7 separate regions of the Mus musculus genome follow, and all the other regions are linked to region 1. Evidence: chromatin contacts called from public HiChIP or PLAC-seq and promoter capture Hi-C data. All regions are on one chromosome and are shown on one strand. Each heading gives the region's core, a stretch centred on a gene start, on an enhancer-like site or on the middle of the called end of the contact. The rest is flanking DNA. Distances are from core to core; before and after follow the strand shown. Region 1 holds the start of Slc1a2 (solute carrier family 1 (glial high affinity glutamate transporter), member 2). Region 2 has its middle 20 kb from the start of Commd9. Region 3 holds the start of Traf6 (TNF receptor-associated factor 6). Region 4 has its middle 22 kb from the start of Ehf. Region 5 has its middle 44 kb from the start of Ehf. Region 6 holds the start of Ehf (ets homologous factor). Region 7 holds the start of Prr5l (proline rich 5 like).

Region 1 (2,700 bases), core at 27-2,526:
GCCAACTGCAGCCTCAAGAGGCGAGGGGCGCCTCCAAGGCCACAGGCAAAATAAAAATGCCAGTGATAGTCCAGATAGTTTGGAAACTCTTGCTCCAAGCTACAGGTTTCCTTCCCTCCTCTCGGGAAGCACCCAAATCTCTTCCACTCTTCCTTGCAGCTCGCCAGGGAAATTCTAATATCCAAAGGCAAAGACCTCTTGGGCTGGGGTCTTGCCATCATCACCCCACACACACACACACACACACACACACACACACACACACACACACCCGTGCGCGCCCAAAGCTAGCATTCAAGGCTGTGCGCTTCTCTTCGCCCCGCCCCGGCTCTGATCCTGGCTCATTCATTCCAACTGGTCCCCTCCTTGCAGCCCAGGCAGTGTTTCCTGCAGGCTCCGTGGACAATTCTTTATTGTCTTTAAATCTCTGAAGTAACCTCCACGGTTTCTTTTCACACTTTTTCACCCCTTTCCGTTAAATCCTCCCGGTCCTCAAAAGACAGCTAGTCTACCAAAGAAACCAGACCCCTTTCCCACCACCTCCAGCGCTCTGCTAGGGTTTCAGGGGTCCAGGGTCACAGTTCTCTGTCCCCATCTGGGATAGGGCAGCACCACCCCGCGCGCGGCTCCCTCTTCCCCATGGGCACCCAGAAAAGCTCTCACCCCTCTGTTGATGCCATGGCGTGGGGAACGCCCCCTCCTCCCGGGCACGGTCTGGAGACGGTGGCGGCGAGCTGGGTGAGCCCGGAGTGCGGCGGAGAGCGGTATTTAACGGGCAGCCTCTCTCCGCCCTCGCACCCCCCTCCTGGGTAAGCCCTTTAGCGCCTCGGCGCGCGCGGGAGGCTGCTGCGGGCGCTAATCCACGTCCCGGCTTTCCACCGCGCGCGGTCCCGTGAGCGGCTCGCGGCCAGCGCTCCGAGGGGCGCTGCGGGGATCCTGCACCGGCTGCTGCGAGGTCGCGCTGGCCGCAGGGCTGCAGGAACACACTCCCCGCTTCCCAGCAGCCACCTGTGTGTGTGCGTGTCTGTGTGCTTCGCCGCGGGGCAGACCGGTACCAGGAGTGGCCGGCACCGAGCGGGATGGGGAAGACCGGGAGTGCGAGTGCGGGGGAGTGTGTGCGTGCGTGCGCGTGTGCTGGTGTGTGCGCGCCGGGGGAGGCGGTAGAGGCCGCTGCGCCCTGGCTCGGCGCCGGCCGAAGAGGGATTGCAAGGTTTAGCCCAGCCGGAGCTGGGGATTTGCAGGCGATCCCTCTCTATTTTTGTCCAGAGCTGACATCACCCGCGCCGCAGCCTGGGGCGACTTCTTTAACTGTCGCCCCTGCCCCCCATCTTTAGACGTTGTCCCTTTTCTGTTGTCCCTCCCCCACCAGCCTCCAGTCATAAATTAGAAAAAAAAAAAAAAAAAAAAAAAGGCACCGCCGGTAGTCCGGGAAGGCTTTGGAAAGCCAGTGGCAGGATCCCAGGGTCTAAGGAGTCGCTATTGTTTCCTCTCGAGTCTGAGTGGCCCTGGGTCACCCTGTGCTGGGCCAAGCGCTGAGACCCGGGATGCCCCTCCGTCCCCAATCCTTGGAGAAGCCTTGGCACTCCCCATCACTCCCTGGACATCTGCTCGGGCTCACATCACACAGGCCGGCACACCCACCCACATCCTACCACTTCTGAGAGTAGAAGTCCCACTGAATCTGAGCTGCAGAAACACTCAGGTGACCGGAAGGAAACGCGACCCAGCTGCGGGTCCTTCTTTACCCGGGCCCGAATAAATCCCGGACATTCAATCATTCGTCTAGATTAATATTAATGTGGTTCCCCGAGGGCGAGCAGGGTGTGAGGGATGCCATAATTTCTCTCTCTCTCTCTCCCTCTCTCTCTCTCTCTCTCTCTCTCTCTCTCTCTCTCTCTCTCTCTCTCACACACACACACACACACACACACACACACACACACACACACACACGCCAGGGCCAAGGGCTGGAGACGCATCTCCTTCACCCACCCAGGGCTCAGTTCTCAGCAGGCCTCTGAGCGTGGGGGGAGGCGTGCAAAGACAGATGGGCTTCTGCCTTCTGCGAGGGAGAGTCCAAGCCTCCTGCCCAGCTTTGCATAATAATGACAAGTTCTGCTCAGCTTTTATTATCTCGAGGACTGGGACACACCAGACACCTACAGGTCCTCCACCTGCTGACCCCGTGGCCACCTAAAAGGCAAAACCTTCTTTTCCTCTGCTGGACATTGGGACTCAAACCTATCACCTCTGCAGGGCCCAGATAAGAATTAAACAGACTCTACTGAGAGGTTTAAAAGTGTAAACAAAGATGTCAAAAGGTGTGAGCAGGTCACTTGGGACCTGCTAGGCTCCTCTGAGCAGCATCTCAGAACTCCAGCATTCTAGTTTCTTTTCTCCTTCTTTTCCCCTCCAGGATTCTAGCCCAGAGGCTTTCTCATCCATGCTCCACATCTTCGCTTCTTTGCATGCGTGGCAAACTGGAGGGGTCACCTTCGTTCTCAATAAGTAACTGAATGAACTGCATTCAAAACCTGTTCTGTTAAACCAGCTGTGGTGCTGTATGCTTGGAATGCCGGTGCCTAGCAGGCTGGGGTAGGATGTTCTCATGTTTGAGACAGGTGTGGGCTACAGAGTAAGCTCATGCTTCAGAAACCAAAAGAAGAAAAAGAAAGTTCCGTTAACTTTAGGGGATCTTTG
Region 2 (2,700 bases), core at 99-2,598, 750 kb after region 1:
AGGAAAGGCACATCAAGAGGACAGGTCACCACACCCTCAGAGGAAGCTGAGGCAGGAGAATCATGAATTTGAAGCTGGCCTGAACTATATAGCAAGACACTTTCTGACACAGTAAGAGAACAAGAGAAAAAAAATACATAATATGAGAAGTAGGGGGGACTCCATTCTTGGTAGCCAGACCCGTCCATGCCTGTTACCAACAACTTCTATTCCCTCCATCCTCAGAACTCTACCCTGTTAATTCAGATTTAAGTCAATTTCTTCAATTTTGTTCCAAAAGCTTAAAATGTAGGTGGAAAGCTGGTTATGAAGGACATTGAGTATCAATTCTGAGTTTAGCCTTCATTCTGGGGCATTAAGGAGCCATTAAGAATTTGGGGCAGGGGAATGCCATTAGACTCTAGTCAGACAGTGGGAGCAGCAGGAAGAAGGAGGAGGAGGGGGAGGAGGGGGAGGAGGGGGAGGAGGAGGAGGAGGAGGAGAAGGAGGAGAAGGAGGAGGAGGAGAAGGAGGAGAAGGAGGAGGAGGAGGAGAAGGAGGAGGAGGAGGAGAAGGAGGAGGAGGAGGAGAAGGAGGAGGAGGAGGAGGAGGACGGGGAGGAGGAAGGAGGAAGGAGGAGGAGGAGGAGGAGGAGGAGGAGGAGGAGGAGAAAACAGAAATAGGAGAAAGCTGTTGAGCCCGAAGCAAGGAAGTCCAGAAAGTTACCTGGGCTCCTCACCAGCCATGGGGGTGGGGGTCAGAACACAGCAAACCCCCTTCACACCAGAACTGGGGCATTCTGCACAGGGCCTTACCTAGAAGAGGCAGCACGCAGAGCAGACATGTACCCGCCATGGATGGGCACCCTCCCCGACTCAGATACCTTCATACATAATTAACCTCCTCCAAGCAGTGCTGTCAGGAAGAGTTAAGCTTAATCTCTTTCTTATACAGATGAAGAAATCGAGATTTAGTTCAAGCAGCCCTAGACCTGCATCCTGCCTCCACTATCCACCCATGGTACAGAAAGTTCTCTGCTGGCTGAATCCTGGACCTGTGGTTGCCGCGCACAAACCTTGTTTGGCGAAGCTGTGTCTGGCCGGTCCAAAGGTACAGATTCTTGGATTTACTAGCCTGTGGCAGATGCATCGGGGCATTAGGGGAAAAGTCCTGAAAGGGGTCCCTGGGAGTCTGTCCCTGCTACCACTTCTCCTTCTTCCAACCTTTGCTGCCCTGAGGAGATAACGAGATAACAGGCCTGGATCTGAGGGCCTCTTTTACAGGTAGCCTCTCCCTAGCCCGGGCTCTGGGAGAGGTCTGCTGCCACCTCACCTTTCCCGGTCTTTGTTTTCATTACTAAGACAGATGAGATCGAGAGAACAAGTGCGCCATCTGCTGGGCTTATCATGCAAGTTCCAGCTGCAGCTAGCCGAGCAGCAGGCGGCGATTGCCTTCCTGTTTGGATTTTAGGCCTTATAGTTAGTTTTTTTGAGTCACCTCAGAAGATAGTAAGACCTCGTGACCAGTGACATCTTTTATGAAATGAATCCCAGAGACAGGCTATCACTTTATAGCTGGAAACTCGGTACCGACAGGAACTGCCCATCATCCGGGTACTCAGGCTGTGGGACGAGGCTGGAGAAAGGCAGGCATTCGGCAGGACCACAGAAACAATGGGGAAGATCAGGCAGAGGGAGAAAGCCCACTCGGGCCTTTCCCAAGCATTCAGGGCCTGCAAACTCTCTCTGTGGAGATTAGGGTCCTCTGGCACCATCCCTGTACTACTGCCGTTAGCAATTTTTTTTCTTTTCTCAAAACTGCTTTAAAAAGAGGTGGGGGGAATTAAACCATAGAAATGTGAGCACCAAAGAAGATCGGATTGTATAAAGGTCATCAGTATGCAGTTAAGAATGTTCAGGAGCCAGGCGTGGTGACGCACGCATTTAATCCCAGCCCTCCGGAGGCAGAGGCGGGCGGATTTCTGAGTTCCGGGCCAGCCTGGTCTACAGAGTGAGTTCCAGGACAGCCAGAGAAACCCTGTCTCGAAAAACAAAACAAAACAAAACAAACAAACAAACAAACAAAAAACCAAAAACCAAAAAACAAACCAACCAAACAAAAAGAATGTTCAGGAATTATCAGGATTGGAAGTCGGTGGATACAGGCTGAAAACAGGTTAATGGCTTGAAAACCTTCAAAGTTCTAGACGGCCAATAGCTTCTAGATTAGAGCATAAGGGGTTGGAGAGGTCACTCAGTGGTTAAGAGCACAGGCTGCTCTTCCAGAGGACCTGGGTTTAATTCCCAGCAACCACATGGCAGCTCACAACTGTCTGTAACTCCAGTTCCAAAGAATCTGACACCCTCACACAGACATGCATGAAGACAAAGCACCAATGTACATAAAACTAAGTCCATCATTTTAAAACACACACACACACACACACACACAGAGCTATCCTCCTGGTAGTTAAAGAGAGTTCCAGGACAGCCAAGATTATACAGAGAAACCCTGTCTTGAAAATCCAAAACAAACAAACAAACAAAATTAAACAGAAACAAAAGAAACGAATGTAAAAGGAATGATAACTAATAAGAGTTCCTTGCTTGTGGTAACATTCTCACCACACTGGACTCACATCTTGGAAGTTTGTGAACAGCAGGCCAGAGAGCTTGACTAGCAGTGCCTGGGCAGGGGGCCTGTGTGTGTGCAGAGACCTCA
Region 3 (2,700 bases), core at 194-2,693, 980 kb after region 1:
TACCTTTGAACTCAAATTCAAGGATCTTTTCCTTACTCGAAGATTGTTCGCATCTCTAAAACCCAAGAATTTTGGACCCTCTTTTATACAAGTCAAGTGACTAAAACTGATGAGGAGCAGATATCAAGTAAAACAGGGCTATAATACTGAAATAGTATATACAGGGCATCAAGGCTGAAACTCAAATATGATTCTTGTATCTATCATGTGGCTAAGCCACTGGTTCAAACACTTTCCTCGAGTCACATGACACCTCTTTACCCTCCATTTCAAAAACCAAAAAGAGCTCTCCCCACCCCGGCATCCTCAAAGGAGGTATGAAAGGCCAGCAGCTCAAGTCTCAAAGCCAATATAATACTTCGGCTGTGACAAATTGTTCTCGTTTCTAGACGTCTGTCACAGGCTAGCGGACTGCTCTCAGAAAACAAGCTAATCCTATACATCCAAGCGTTAGGTGCTTTCTGTTCACACACAAAGACAGTCTAAGTCTCATCCGGAGTTCCCCTGAAGCCAAATACTAGGAACAGCTTTAGCAACACGGCGTCTGGAACAATCGAGAGAGCGCAGGGGTGGGGAGGGGAACATTGGTGTCAGCGTACTTTTTTTTTTTTTAAACTTGCTGCTTAGGTTAGAACCGCTCTCGAATTTAAAAGGGCACACAAAAAGTTTTCCCCTGCACTCTGGGAGTTTGAAGGGATTTTCTCTTTTCTTCTTTTCTTTTCTTTTCTTTTCTTTTCTTTTCTTTTCTTTTCTTAATTTAAGCTGGAAGGGACGGGAAAACCCAGCAGGCGATTTCCTTCCCCGGACAGGGGAAAACACCAGGTGAGGAAGAGAGGGGCTGGGGAGAGGGATGCCGTGTGCCGGAAGGCGACAGAAACGCCAGGAGAGGCTCCTAAACCAGGGGCGGGTTCAGGACCTGTGGGGCTAGAGCAGGGGAGACCCGCAGTCCCGGGGAGGGCACAGAGGGCTCCTCCGGCTCGTGGGAGGACTGTGGGCGCATCCTGCACCTGTCAGGCGACAGGGACAGAGGTGGCTTTGTGCTGAGACAGGGGGTCCCAGGGCTACCCAGACGAGAGGGGGCAAGGGGGCGGAGTCCCGGACCCGAGGGAGGACGTGGAGATGGCCAGTCCTATCTGTGGGAAGCGAGGGCTCGCGGCGACAGGTCCCTGTCCCGTGGGGAACCGGGGGTGACTCTCCCGGGCCCGCGGCCGCCGGAACTCTAGTTCGAAGCCGCTCACTCACCGATCGTACACGCTGAGACTTCACAACCAACTGGGAAGGCTTCCCCGGGCTGCGCCGCGTCGCCTACATACACGGCACTCCGAGACCAAGTGGCTCCGACGCCAAACTCCCGGCTCGTGGGCCGCGGCTGCTGCGTCCGCCGACGGCCGGAGCCTCAGCCCCAGCCGCGGCCGCCGCTGCTTCCGCCTTCTCAGCTCGCTAGGAGCAGCAAGGGGAGGGGAGCGCGCCCCGGGACAAAGAGGCCCCGCGGGAGAGGCCGCCCCCTGTCTGTGGTCCTCCACGCTGAAGCCTTACCCCGCCCTTCCTCGCAAAGAAGTTTTCTCAATAGGCAGAACCTTACATTAATCACGTAGCCCTTCCTCGGACCAGTGCAAAACAGTCGTCTCATGCATGAAACATTTCTTCACAATTGCTGCCATCTGCATGATCCCATTCTCCAACATTGTCACGGGAGAGCTATTTTGAGTTCTCAGTTTAACTGGATGCAAATATCTACGGATTGTAACTGGCACAATGCAATAGATGCCCAAAAGATTTTCACCCTCATCTGAAAATTTGACTCATCTTCTCCATCTGATATGAAAGGTATTATTGTGTATTAAGGCTGTTAGGTAAGGTAAGTAGATACATGTAAATAAGTTATTTAAAATCATCTAGGAAATAATATGTGCAGTAAATATCAATAATACTATCTTTTGCTGACATCTTAGTAGAAGGATTCTTTCAAACATAAGAATCTAGTACAACTCAAACTCAATTCTTCCTCTATCCCCTTTAAAAAGTGCTTTGAAATGTTTAAGGCATGAAGAGTATAAAAAGCTACACCCAGGCTTCTGTGTGCTCATCACGCAGTTTAAGAAGTAGAAGGAAGCAAGTTGAATTGCAATACTCTGCGTATAGCTGTCCCCTCCACTTATATAAGTAAACTCCTGAGGTATGCAAAAAGGGATCATCTTACAAAGTCAGTGGTGGGTAAAGGACCAGTGAGATGTCTCAGCGGGTAAAGAAACATGACTTTAGTCCTGACGATATGCGCTGGAACTCCAGAACCTACACCGTAGAAGAGAACCTATTGCCAAAAGTTGTCCTCTGAACTACAAGTGCACACAATGGCATGCACATAATGCACATGTGTGCAAGTGCACGTACATACACATACACACACACACACATGCGCACACTACAAAAAAGAGAGAGAGAGAGGCACAGAGAAAAGAAAAGGCAGGGCATTGGATTTCCTTCATTTATTAGTGTGACCTCTGGAGCAAGTTAGTCACGTGACAGACATTACAAGCTTCCACTTCCTAAATCATAGAACAGGTTTACATCATGGGTGGTACCTTACACACTGTTGTCAAGGTGAACTAATAAAAAAAATTGATGTGGGAGAACTTAGCAAGAGGCTTTCAAAAAGATCAGGTGTTCTGTGTTTATTTCTTTTTGTTTTTGTTTGTTTGT
Region 4 (2,700 bases), core at 22-2,521, 670 kb before region 1:
GTATGACTTGGCAAACATTTGCTGGAAAGAGGCTGGAGGGAAATATTCTCAACTTCCCAGACTGGACAATGCCTGTCCAGAACCCTGCTATTGTGGTGGAAAGCGGCCACAGAGGACACACAGAGGTTGCATGCTGTTTTTGTGTCCGTATAACTTTAGGTATGGATGCTGGAATTTGAATTTTATATGGTTTTCACATTTACTAATACTAATCTTTTTTACTTTTTCCATCAATTAAAATGTAAAATATATTTTTAGCACATTAGGTGTAAAAAAAAAAATAGACAACAGCCTATATTTGGTCAGAGGGCTATAGTTTGTGGATCTCTGATTTAGAACTATAGTTCTTATTGCAATGAACCCCTTTGAGCATGCAAGGAAGGTTGCCCATTGATTCATTCATCAATCCTACAAATGTTTTTAGCTTTTCTGGGCTCCAGGGGGTTCTGGCAGTCTCTGTAGCTGCAGCTATGACCATCACAAAGACCTGTCCTCAGGGAGCTTAAACGTTATACATTAAATTCCCAAGCAAAGGGAGTCCTAATATTTTTAGTGCACAAACAGGCACCACAGGGAGTGGAGCTGGGGCATTGGTGCTGCCTTTCCAGCCTGGGAAGCTTGAGAGTGAAACATGGGAGCACGAGGAGGTTGTCCTCCAGTATAGGGGAGACAAATGAGGTAGAGAGAGAACAGCCAAGGTGAGGACCCTGAGCTGAAAAGGAGCCAAGTGGGCATGAGCCAAGGGACCCAAGTCCAGGCTGAAGTGGATGGTAACAGAGGGTCTTCTCCATCTTGATCAGGGCAAGCGAACAAACAGGAGGAAAGCAAAGCCTTTTTGAGAAAACGAGCTTCTTTGGCTCTCTTCTGTGGCTCACTGGGGTGGACCTTGCTACCAAGTGGCTGCTCTGCTCTCCACCTACAGGAGCCACCTGCAAAAGGAGCAACCCAAGATAGAAGCTACCCAAGGTCAGGGTTTACACACATCTTCCAGAATGGGTCGTGTCTTCCACACCCTGGTCATCATCTCTCAGCTCCGCCTACCCCACAAGGAACCAGCAGACCCACATCCTTGCATCCTTCCCAGCAAACCTTCTAGACCTTAGCCAGCCCCAAAGGGTGTGTGATTCCCCAGGGTTGTGCCTCAAATCCTCCTGGTCTTGCAAAGAGAACCGAGTCTGAGTCAGGTTCTCTAACCCAGTGGCCACCTGTGCTCCTGGGGAGGCTGGGAAACTTTCTGAGTGCAGTTAATCACTAACTAGCCAGAGATAAGAAAAAGAGAAAGAAACAATTGAGAAAATGCCCAACCCAGAGCTTAGCGAGTCCCTGCCCACACATGCCAGGACCTGGCATGCCAGGAAAAGCCCCAGGATCAAACCGAGGTTGTTCACTGGGGAGAAAAAAGCATGCCAGTCCCTGGAGGCTGCAGAACCTGGCTGATAGGCTGTTGGCAGCCACTGATTTGTCTCTGCTAGGACCCTTTGCTTTCAGCCAAGACTTAACCCCAAGGAGCAAACAGGGCAAGTTGTCCATGCAGCTCTGTACAGGGCTTGGAAACCTCAGATAGGTCAGTCAGCTACCTGCCTTTACTGGATTCATGCTGAAAAGAAAGACAGACAGGATACTGTTTGTAGGCTAGGCCAACATGGTAAGACGACAGACAGGCTGAGGTCAAAGGGAGTGGCCAGCCCCTCCTAGGAGGTCAGGAGAAGGGGCTGCACAGCTCATAATCCTGGTCATTGATGGAGGGTTTGGCGGTGTTAGGCAAGCCCAAGAGCTTCCTATCTATTATCCCCCAACTTTATATACTAACTTGTGTTCAAGAGAATAAGCCCTCTTTACAAGTGGAGAGTTTGCTGTCCTGTTTCAGGTCACGTTGCTGCTGACTCCCGGAGTTGGAATCCCATCTAAGTTCCCCCCTGACCTCAAAACAACAGAACGGGCTCTTTCAACTGTCTCTTTCCCATGGCCAGTGTCCAAATGCTCTCACGGGAGTGGTTTGCTTTCAGTCGGAGGCTTGAATTCTGGGGAAATCAAAATCCCAGACTTCCATCCAGGTGCTGACAGCTGTTCATGCCTTGCTATGAATGAGAGCCACTGGAAGGAAGATGCTGAGTGACAAGGAAAACTGAGAGGGCGCTGAGAGTATAGAGACAAGTTCCCTCAGCCACAGAGGAGGAGCCAACCTGTAATATCTGGATCGCAGCACAGCTCATGCCCCTGCCAGGGTTTCCCACAACATCTTACCAATCTCATACCCTCAAGGGGCTTTTAATTTATGTCTCTGGGAACTCACTGATAAGTGTCCCCCACCTCCTTGCTGATGCTATCAGCTGGACCCAGTACAGATGCTTCAATTTTTAAGTTACTGCCTGCCTTTTCAGAATATTGTAGATAACCCCCACCCCCACCCCCAAAACTTTTACAAGTGGAAGAAAAAGTACTCAATGATTGCCAGCTGGAAGCTCCCATGGTGGGAGGCAAAGGAAGCTGGCACAGCCTGAAAGTGCCCTCCTCTCCTCCTTCCCAGCAGCTGCCGCAAAGCGCCTTGTGCTATGCTGACCATGATCAAAGCCATTTTGGTCTTATGGTTTGTTAGAAGGTAGAAGTGTTTTTGAGTGCCCACTATGTGGCAAATGAGACTGGAAAAAGTACTTAATGTGTGGGAACTTATTCAAACCAGCCAGTAACCTTGAGTAGCAG
Region 5 (2,700 bases), core at 19-2,518, 600 kb before region 1:
TGTGTGTGTCTATTCCTAAATACATAAGCACACCTGTTCAGTCCATTTTCAGTTCATTATTTTATCATTTATAATGCTTACTTTAAGTGCTAGGTTGTAAGTCATTAGAGAGAAGAGGCCCAACACCATCACCTTCTGAGAGCAAGGGTATCCCTAAGCTAAGCACCAGACACCATCAGTGTCAGTTGAACATGTAAGTGAAGGGCCTTATTCTGATAGGACTCTCTCTCTTCTTTGCTGTTAGCTAAGCGGGAAGTTCACATTCCCTTCTTGCCAATGATAAATCCTTCTAGGCAAACGTGAATCTTCTTGGTCATGTCATATTCCTTCCATCCCTGACCCAGAGCATCATAAGGATGCTCCGTTTTAATGCTGATGTCATCAAACCTTCCTGTGTCATAATCAACTACTGTCCTCTGCCACACAGCAAGTCAGGAAGGTCACCCATGCTAACGATTAAAAGGGTTGATATGGAACTAGAGGTTATGAATTAGCGCCACTGGACATGACAACTGCAGAGTTCCAGTGTCCCTGAGGCAGAGGCCTCAGAGATGAAGCTTGGGAAAGGCTTTGTCAGCTCTTGTCTCTTCTCTGCTCTGCCATGCTTGTGTGTGAGCAGGCATGTAAATGAGTCCAGCTCTTCTTTCACTTGCTCTCTGCACCTTTCAGTGACCCTACTTCTTTGTCATACTCTTCCTTCCTCTTGCTCACCAATCCTTTCAAGACTCTCTCTCCAAACCTGCCTCTCCAGGTTGGTGAAAGAGCCAAAAGAGGACTTGGTCCAGGACCAGAAATGGTGCCACTTCTCTGGAAAGCTTAGAGGTGACAATAACAAATGGTATTTACCTAAGAATTATTAGCACATCAACTGTTCTCCCCTTTATGGTTTAGCCATGTCATTCAACACTAATGGACTTTTCCAACAGCAAACAGAAAGAGAAGAAGGAAAACAAACAGTACGTTCACACTAGATAGAGGCAGTGATCCCTGCCGGACCTGGGAAAACAGAGGTGATCTCTCAGGTTGGGTCTGAGGACACATCTCACCTGAGCCGACGGTTACAAGACTCTGGACTCTTTCCACTGAGCTTTCTCCTGCAGGGAAAGCAGGAAGACCTGAACAACATAGCCTCACAGTACAAGAGGAATAAAAGGCATCTCACTTATTCGACTAATTCCAATTAGGTATTGATGACAACCCTGTGACAAGAACTGCCGGAGGCTGCCACAGGGCACCACACCCCAAGGAAAAGGTCAAGTGTCTGCTCCAACCTCATATAGTAGGTCAGTGTCAGAGGTCACCTGACATCCAGTTCCACTATACCACCCTGCCTCTATTGATGGCCAGTCTGCCTTTACAAAGGAGAATAATCTCCAGTGGCCAGGCTGGGAAAACAGGTTCATAGCACAGCCCACACAGGCCTCAGAGTTGTAACCATCTCAGCTTTGGGTTCTCAGGAACAGGCAGAGAGTGCTAAGCTGGTATGAGTACTGTGTTGGGGGAACCAGCCAAACTGTGATCAGTGTTAGGTAACTGTGGAGAGACAGGACACTGGTCCTGGGTTCTAGTCCTGGCTCCACTGTTGATGTTAGGAAGTTTGTGAAATTCTCTTATGGTAGTTTACAAATCTGCAAACTGACGGGTTGAACCAAGCATCTCTGAAGTTGCTTCAAGTAAAAAAGTGCTAGAACTTACGAATAAACATTTGAATTCAGTCCATGATTCAGCCAAACATCATAGAAATGGCTTTTTTTCATGGTCCTGGAATGGATTGTGGAGCTGAAGTGTTCACCGAGTCACCTCTGGTGGCTGTGTAGTTTTGGAGAGGCAGGAGGAGAGTGTAGGCAAATGCATCCAACACTGGATCTCTGGACATGCATAACGTTTCTGGAGAAGGCTGCCCTTTCATGTCTGAAAGTTGAATGTAGAGTTTTATTAAAACCACAAATAGGGGGTGGATATTGCTCGGTGGTTATAGCACTTGTTGTTCATGCAGAGGACCTGGGTTCAGTTCCCAGCACCCACACGGCAGTTTGTAGTCATCTATGACTCCAGTTCCAGGGACCTGGCACTCTCTTCTGACCTCCACAGGCACCAGGCACATGTGCTGTATATGCAAAATACTCAAGCACATATAATAAAGAAAAAAATTTAAAAGCACACATAATAATTTGAAATTCAAAACTCATGAAAGACATCGCCTTTTCCTGAGACTCTTGGGTCCCCAGAGTGTCAGTGTAGCAATGAGACTTCAGGCCTGATGACCTCAGCAATGCCTGGGTCAGACTAGACCCACTGCGACATGACCCTGCTTCTATGTGTCGAGTGTCACCTGGCTCATGGGTTCTACCTGGTCAGAGCTGGTGCATCTGAAAGTTGCACAAGTATTCCAGATACTAGACTTTTCATCTACAGAACTGAAATTTGTTAGTAAAATTTATTAAATTTTATTTTAGTACTAGTTAACACCATCATTAAAATAGGTGGTGAGAGGGGCTTATGGTAAATATAGTCTCTAAAAGACATGGTAGGAACAAAACATCAGCGGCCAGAAGCTGAAAGCCTGTGGTTTGATCTTTTGAGAGTATAGTTTTTCCCAATGTAAAAGAGGCATAGAACATTAAGATCGTAGCTAGTCTGTTCTGAGCTATCACTGGAAGCTTTTGCTGGCAGCTAAGAGTCTACAAAAGAACTAAGGAA
Region 6 (2,700 bases), core at 54-2,553, 640 kb before region 1:
CTGGAACTTCTCTGAATTCATGGTGCTTAAACCAAGCAACAAGTACAAGAGAGCATTGAAGCTGGCTGGCTCCTGCCCCAGTCAGCAGCACAACAACCATTTGGGTTTTGTTTTTTCCATGAACTTTTGCATACACACACACACACACACACACACACACACACTTTTTTTTTTTTTTTTTTTTTTTTTTTTTGCCACAGAAGGAACTGAGTTGTGATCACAAAATCTTTTTGCCAAACTCCTTCCTGTCTTCCGACAAAGGGAGAAGAGCCTCGCCGAGTTCAACAAACCTGCCAGGGGATGCTTTGCTCATAGAAGGCTGGTGTCCAGGAAGACCCAGAAGGGAAAGTTAATGGTTAGGGGATTGTATTTTTCCTGGCCAGGGTAGTCGCTCACCTGTGCAGGTGGAGAAACATGTGGGACCCAGTGAAGCAAGAATCGGAAACTCCCTGTGCACCCTTAGCTCAGGGGGTGGGGATCTGTGAAATCCGTAGGTCCCCTCAGCAGTTCACATCTTGCTCAGACTGGCATTTGGTTTTCTCTTTTCTGGATCCTACAGGGAGGGCTGATAAGCAGTACGATGCATCGTGTAAGAGTCAAGGGGAAGGGAAGACAAGCTGGTCCTCCAGCCCTTGTCTGGCTGAGGATTGTTGCCCAAAGACATTTCACAGTGGCCCCTCCCTTCCAGGGCTGTCCGATCCTCTGAGGTGCTTACCTGGGACTGGGGAAAAGCCTCTGAAATTGTCAAGAGTCACTACAAAGAGTTGGTCATGATGCCCAGAGACAGACAGAATGGACTAGAAACTAGAAGCTCCTTCCACGCCGGGTACCTGCACAGCCAGGGCAAAGATCTTGATGACATAGCAGAGGACTAAATACGGGTTAGAAAATGAGCCGGATGTTTAAGAGCACCTCAGGCCCTCTTCCTTCATTTGCTTGACAGGGACTTGGACTTGGCTTTTCTATTCCCCCTTCCTCAGAGCATCTTTTGGGGAGCGAGATACTTTTCACCTGAAACTGCCTCTAAGCTGAAAAGTACAGTCACGACCAAATCAATTCCTCATCCATTAACAGGTCGCCTCTGTTCTTGAGACACAGGCATAACCTGGTTAGACCTGTTTTGTTTGAACACTAACGTCTGAGTTGGCCAAATGCAAATGAGCCAATGTTTGTAATCCTTTATTTTATTTTTTTAAAGGGCCGGGCAGCCAATCAGAGGAGGGGGAAGTGACTTAGGGAATTCCCGGTTGGTGGCTTATTGCTTAACATCCTACAAAATGATTTTAAATTATTGTCATATGCATTTATCTTCACTCTGATGAGAGCTCAGACGTGATAAGGCCGTGGCTCCCCATCTCGGTAGGAGCTGGTGTGATAGCTTCCTGCCTTCTTCTTCATCACCAGAGCCATAGGACTTCCCACCCAGAATCTTTAGGTAAATGAGGTAAGTCCTCGCTTTTAAACTTCTTTTGAACCTGAGATTCAAACACCTGCTCGGTGGAAAGACAAGCTGTCTTGAAGCAGACAGGTGAAAATAAACCAGAGGCAGCTGGCAGGAAGTAGAGCTTGTGTTCCCCTGGCTCCCCCACTGGGTCTTGTTAGAGTTTATCTGGGTGAGAGCAGCTGGGTTACTCCTGTGTGAGTGTTATCTGTGAATTCCCTACATTGTCTGGACTGCCAATCAGTGAGAGTCTAAAAGCCCCCGGTTTCTCTCTGCCCATGTGGTATGTATGCCAGAGCTATATCCCTGGGTTAGATTTCTCTGGGACAAAAAAAAGCAAACGGAGACAGGTGACTCTGATGTCGCTCAGTGACGAGCTGGCTGGCTAAGGGATGGTAGTGCTCAGGGTGAGCTTATGGTCTCACAGTCTAGAGGTGTCTTGACTGATATTTCTTCTGACTCAGGAGCTATAGGGAAAAGCCAATTCATCTTTAGTGTATTCCAGTTTGAGGAAATAGGTGTAGATAGGTAAAAGAATCTATATTCACAAAGGCGGCAGGAGTCAGGTGGTCAAGGTTAGGCAGGTGGTACCCTTAAAAATGATCCTAGGCAAAAAGAAAACTCAACTTAGGTAGATGATTTTTACCGTATCACAAGAGGACAGACCAACCCTTTGTTTTTCCACAATGGAATACTATGACCAGACAGGCAGACATGACTCACCAGCAACAAATGTCCTGGATGCAGGGACTCTTTTGATTTTGTTTGTACACTATGAACAAGTGTTGGTCTCAGTGTGGATAGAGCCGAGATCAGTGGGGGGATGAATCTTGTTGGTTCATGAGAGCAACGAAGTGGCAAGACCACGTTAATTTTCTTGTCTTCCTTGGGACTCTGAAATCTGCTTTGCGCGATGATACATGTTCTGGATGAAGCATAAAATTCTCAGAGTCCTCAGGTGTCTCCATTGTTTTTCCACATTGATCTCAGGGAGAATGGGGGAGTTCAGAGTCTGAGATTTCTGATGGAAACGCCAGTTGGTTCTGTGGACACTGGTGTGAGGATTTATCAAGGCAATATCTTTCAATGGATAAGGAGAAGTTAGGGATCCGGAATGGCTGGGCGCTACTTTCCTTGAGGTCCAGGGAAGAGTCAATTTCTACAGAAGAGATAAAGTTTCTTATTTCTCTTTACAGAAGAGATAAAGAGAATTTCACAGTTGAGAATGCTATTAGAATATGGAGCCATGTGGGACTAGT
Region 7 (2,700 bases), core at 191-2,690, 860 kb after region 1:
GGGCAATATATCTTTTCTTTCATCAAATGTCACTGTGGTTTTAAAGTTTGCATGTTGATATGAGGTCGGACAGCGCTTTAAAAGTAGTCCCTTCTCAACCGCAGGGCAAAATTAGGCAGGGAGTCCTACAACAGTTGCATTAAAAAAAAAAAAAAAAGAAAAAGTGGGCTGGAGAGATGGGAGATGGCTCAGCGGTTAAGAGCACTGACTGCTGCTCCAGAGGCCCTAAGTTCAATTCCCAGCAACCACATGGTGGCTCATAACCATCTGTAATGGGATCTGATGCCTTCTGGTGTCTGAGGACAGCTACAGTGTATTCACATATATAAAATAAATAAATCTTGAAAGAAAGAAAGAAAGAAAGAAAGAAAGGGAGAGAGAGAGAGACAGAGAGAGAGAGAGAGAAATGTTAAAGAAAAGGGTTTTTGTTTTGTTTTGTTTTGTTTGTTTTTTGAGATGGGTTCATATAACCTAGGATGAAAAATTGAACTCATTGTGTAGAGCACGATGACCTAAACTCTTGGTCTTCTTTCCTCTACCTCCAAAGTGCTACAGGGATTCTAAGCATTCCAAAGGCCGTGACTCTTTAATACAGATCCTCATGTTGTGGTGACCCCCCCCTGCCCCCAACCATAAAATTATTTTGTTGCTACCACTTAACTGTAATTCTGTTATGCATTGTGTGTATATCTGATATACAAGATATCTAATATGTGACACATACACACACACACCCCACACAAAGGGGTCTCGACCAACAGGTTAAACACCATCGTGCTAGGATCCTGATTACTCCACCACCAGCTCAAATTCTTAGCACCTACCGAGCAACAACAAGGAATTTCCAAAGTTATTTTACATTTTTAAAATGTTCGAACTGGTTGGTTTTCTGTGGTTTCAATTCTGATATGTCGTGTTCGTGAAACCTTCGCCTAAAAATTGAACCCCAGATCCTTAAATTCGTTTTACAACGCTAAGGAAGAGACGCAAACAAGTGTGGAATCGGTTTGAAAAATCTTTCCTTAAAACGCATTCGCGCGTGCGCGCTCCAAAGCAGCAACAAAACCTCTCTCAGCCTCAGAAATGTTCCGCAGAACTCCAGTCCTTTTGTATCTGGTCGCACGAACACCTCTGGACTCCTGGAGACGTTTCTCATCCCGGGTTTAACAGTGGGAGACCAAACTCTTCTTGGCTTTTCGAAAGGTAGTGCAGAGTTCCCCTGATTTGCAGCATCCTCCCCTGCTTTTTAGGACCACGACCTTGGATTTCCTGAAATTGTTGAAATGAATTTAAGCGCAGGGTCTTCCGCCTACTCTTGTTGTTGGAGAGGAGGCGTGGGATGGGGGTGAAGCGAGGCGGGGGCATTGGAGAGAAACCACAGCGATGTGCACCGGACAGGAAAAGTGGGAGGAGGAGAGGGAGGAGGAGAGGAGGCGGCCGTAAGTTGAGAGAGGAGGGAAACAGTCACCAGCCTGACTCTGAGAGCTACGGCGGAGAGAAACCTGGGCAGGACGCGACCCGGCGTAGGGCAGAGCTGGGAGAGGACCTGGGGAGGGCGAGCGAGCGAGCGAGGCGAGAACCAGCCGAATCGCTAGTTTCTCTCCAGCAAGAAAACTTTCCCTGGAACACCGGAAACTTTTTCCTGAGCGCTCAGAGTCCGAGACGGAGGCGAGCGGTGGGTGTGCGCGGCTCGGCTCGGGTGACTCACGCCGGGGACCCCAAGGGGGTGAGTGGGGAAGTCCCTGGAGGGCCTGAAGTCATCATTCTGCAACTTCGCAGGCTCGGAAAATAACTCGCCTGGCGTGATCTGGGGGTGGGAGTGGGGGCACGGGGACAGCGAGACTGAGGGGAGACTCCGCGTGGTTAAGGAACCTCCGCATCGGATGCTGTAGGCGGGGAGGTAGACTACCAAGAGGTGGGTAAGGGAAGGGGCAGGCCGCCCTGAGTGTAGTGGGTCACGGTGGGAGAGGAAGCGCTGTGAACCCTTTTTGGGGGAATCCTGCCAAGCGTGGGACCCTAGTAAGCTAGAAGGCAGAAAAAGAATGTATCTGCACCATCCTCCCAAGGCCAGAGGGGCAGATCTACAGTCATGAGTGCTCAGGAGGCTACTCGCCTGAAAAACCCATCCTCTCAGCCGTCCCCTTCTTTCTTGAAGGGAGGCGTGAGAGTCGAGGTAGTAGATGGAGACCAGTTGGCCCGGAGCGCTGGGCAGGCTACTGTAGCCAGGGGACAGCCCGAGGGAGACCTAGCCTGTGGTGGTGAGAAGCTCGGGACAGTTCACTGCGACTCTGCGCCAGGCGCCCACGGTGTCCCCTTTCCGCTTCGACTTTCGCGCCCGCCGGGCGTTGGGCCGGGATTTCCTCTGCGCGCCTCGTGTGCGCACTGCGCGTTTTTACGCACAGGGGGCGCTGTGGGACCCGCACCTCTAGACCAGACTACGGTTCCCAGAGTTCGTGCCTGGACAGCGACAAGGACTAGGTGTGCTTACAAAGGATCCTTCAGGAATAGATTTTGGGGTGCTGCCCTTGTTGGCAGTAGGGGTTTCCCCGATTCCTACCCGCGCCCTGCCGGGGATCACATGCCACCGCCGCCTCTTCCTCCGCGGTGCCAGAAGCCCGCGTTTTGCTTGTCAGCAGTAAAGTGGAGAGTATTTATAGACGCCACTGCAATCCTGCGGTGTGCAAGGTTTCAATTACTGCG

The links. Promoter capture Hi-C pulls out the DNA fragments that hold promoters and counts their contacts. HiChIP or PLAC-seq counts read pairs in DNA pulled down with a chosen protein or histone mark. Capture Hi-C pulls out chosen DNA fragments and counts their contacts.
Region 2: a promoter capture Hi-C map of hippocampal neurons shows a contact between it and region 1, with 8 times the contacts expected there. The contact joins the enhancer-like site here to the promoter of Slc1a2 in region 1. A contact is called at or near these places in 10 of 39 promoter capture datasets (the 3T3-L1 cell line, 3T3-L1-derived adipocytes, cranial neural crest and 6 more), 1 of 15 datasets of contacts at CTCF or cohesin (large pre-B cells), 8 of 484 Hi-C or Micro-C datasets (cerebral cortex, cortical neurons, embryonic stem cells and 2 more), 6 of 115 datasets of contacts at active chromatin or transcription factors (embryonic forebrain, embryonic hindbrain, embryonic midbrain and 3 more) and 1 of 9 other capture datasets (embryonic stem cells).
Region 3: a contact with region 1 is called in a promoter capture Hi-C map of hippocampal neurons, with 5 times the contacts expected there. The contact joins the promoter of Traf6 here to the promoter of Slc1a2 in region 1. A contact is called at or near these places in 3 of 39 promoter capture datasets (hippocampal neurons, pre-B cells and second pharyngeal arch cranial neural crest), 1 of 115 datasets of contacts at active chromatin or transcription factors (embryonic midbrain) and 1 of 9 other capture datasets (embryonic stem cells).
Region 4: an HNF4G HiChIP or PLAC-seq map of pancreatic cancer cells shows a contact between it and region 1. The contact joins the enhancer-like site here to the promoter of Slc1a2 in region 1. A contact is called at or near these places in 7 of 39 promoter capture datasets (the 3T3-L1 cell line, the C10 cell line, hippocampal neurons and 3 more), 2 of 484 Hi-C or Micro-C datasets (the MNK3 cell line and bone marrow-derived macrophages), 5 of 115 datasets of contacts at active chromatin or transcription factors (embryonic forebrain, embryonic midbrain, embryonic stem cells and 1 more) and 2 of 9 other capture datasets (liver and pancreatic islet).
Region 5: a contact with region 1 is called in a promoter capture Hi-C map of liver, with 2.3 times the contacts expected there. The contact joins the enhancer-like site here to the promoter of Slc1a2 in region 1. A contact is called at or near these places in 6 of 39 promoter capture datasets (the 3T3-L1 cell line, the C10 cell line, liver and 1 more) and 1 of 115 datasets of contacts at active chromatin or transcription factors (pancreatic cancer cells).
Region 6: a FOXA1 HiChIP or PLAC-seq map of pancreatic cancer cells shows a contact between it and region 1. The contact joins the promoter of Ehf here to the promoter of Slc1a2 in region 1. A contact is called at or near these places in 10 of 39 promoter capture datasets (the 3T3-L1 cell line, the C10 cell line, the HPC-7 cell line and 5 more), 1 of 484 Hi-C or Micro-C datasets (bone marrow-derived macrophages), 3 of 115 datasets of contacts at active chromatin or transcription factors (embryonic forebrain, embryonic stem cells and pancreatic cancer cells) and 4 of 9 other capture datasets (adipose tissue, liver, macrophages and 1 more).
Region 7: a contact with region 1 is called in a promoter capture Hi-C map of pancreatic islet. The contact joins the promoter of Prr5l here to the promoter of Slc1a2 in region 1. A contact is called at or near these places in 2 of 115 datasets of contacts at active chromatin or transcription factors (embryonic forebrain and neural tube) and 2 of 9 other capture datasets (embryonic stem cells and pancreatic islet).

The regions. Positions count from the first base shown.
Region 1 is chr2:102,657,265-102,659,964 of GRCm38.p6, reverse strand. Slc1a2 (solute carrier family 1 (glial high affinity glutamate transporter), member 2) reads right to left here and starts at 1,276. Exons shown (of 11, transcript NM_001077514.4): 1 at 664-1,276. The coding sequence starts at 680. LOC115489466 (a long non-coding RNA gene) reads right to left here and starts at 657. Exons shown (of 2, transcript XR_003953884.1): 1 at 1-657.
Region 2 is chr2:101,904,634-101,907,333 of GRCm38.p6, reverse strand. No RefSeq gene overlaps it. Among named protein-coding and RNA genes, the nearest start is that of Commd9, 20 kb to the right of the region's middle. Within about 2 kb of position 1,348, at least 70 of the 459 cell types and tissues checked have an H3K27ac peak or open chromatin away from gene starts, as enhancers often do. A contact at or near this core is called in cerebral cortex, cortical neurons, embryonic forebrain and 3 more, where this site is marked.
Region 3 is chr2:101,677,163-101,679,862 of GRCm38.p6, reverse strand. Traf6 (TNF receptor-associated factor 6) reads right to left here and starts at 1,443. Exons shown (of 7, transcript NM_001303273.1): 1 at 1,243-1,443.
Region 4 is chr2:103,324,097-103,326,796 of GRCm38.p6, reverse strand. No RefSeq gene overlaps it. Among named protein-coding and RNA genes, the nearest start is that of Ehf, 22 kb to the right of the region's middle. Within about 2 kb of position 1,271, at least 42 of the 459 cell types and tissues checked have an H3K27ac peak or open chromatin away from gene starts, as enhancers often do. A contact at or near this core is called in pancreatic cancer cells, where this site is marked.
Region 5 is chr2:103,257,584-103,260,283 of GRCm38.p6, reverse strand. No RefSeq gene overlaps it. Among named protein-coding and RNA genes, the nearest start is that of Ehf, 44 kb to the left of the region's middle. Within about 2 kb of position 1,268, at least 6 of the 459 cell types and tissues checked have an H3K27ac peak or open chromatin away from gene starts, as enhancers often do.
Region 6 is chr2:103,301,799-103,304,498 of GRCm38.p6, reverse strand. It overlaps Ehf (ets homologous factor), which reads left to right and starts at 1,303. Exons shown (of 9, transcript NM_007914.3): 1 at 1,303-1,444.
Region 7 is chr2:101,796,447-101,799,146 of GRCm38.p6, reverse strand. It overlaps Prr5l (proline rich 5 like), which reads left to right and starts at 1,440. Exons shown (of 9, transcript NM_175181.5): 1 at 1,440-1,675.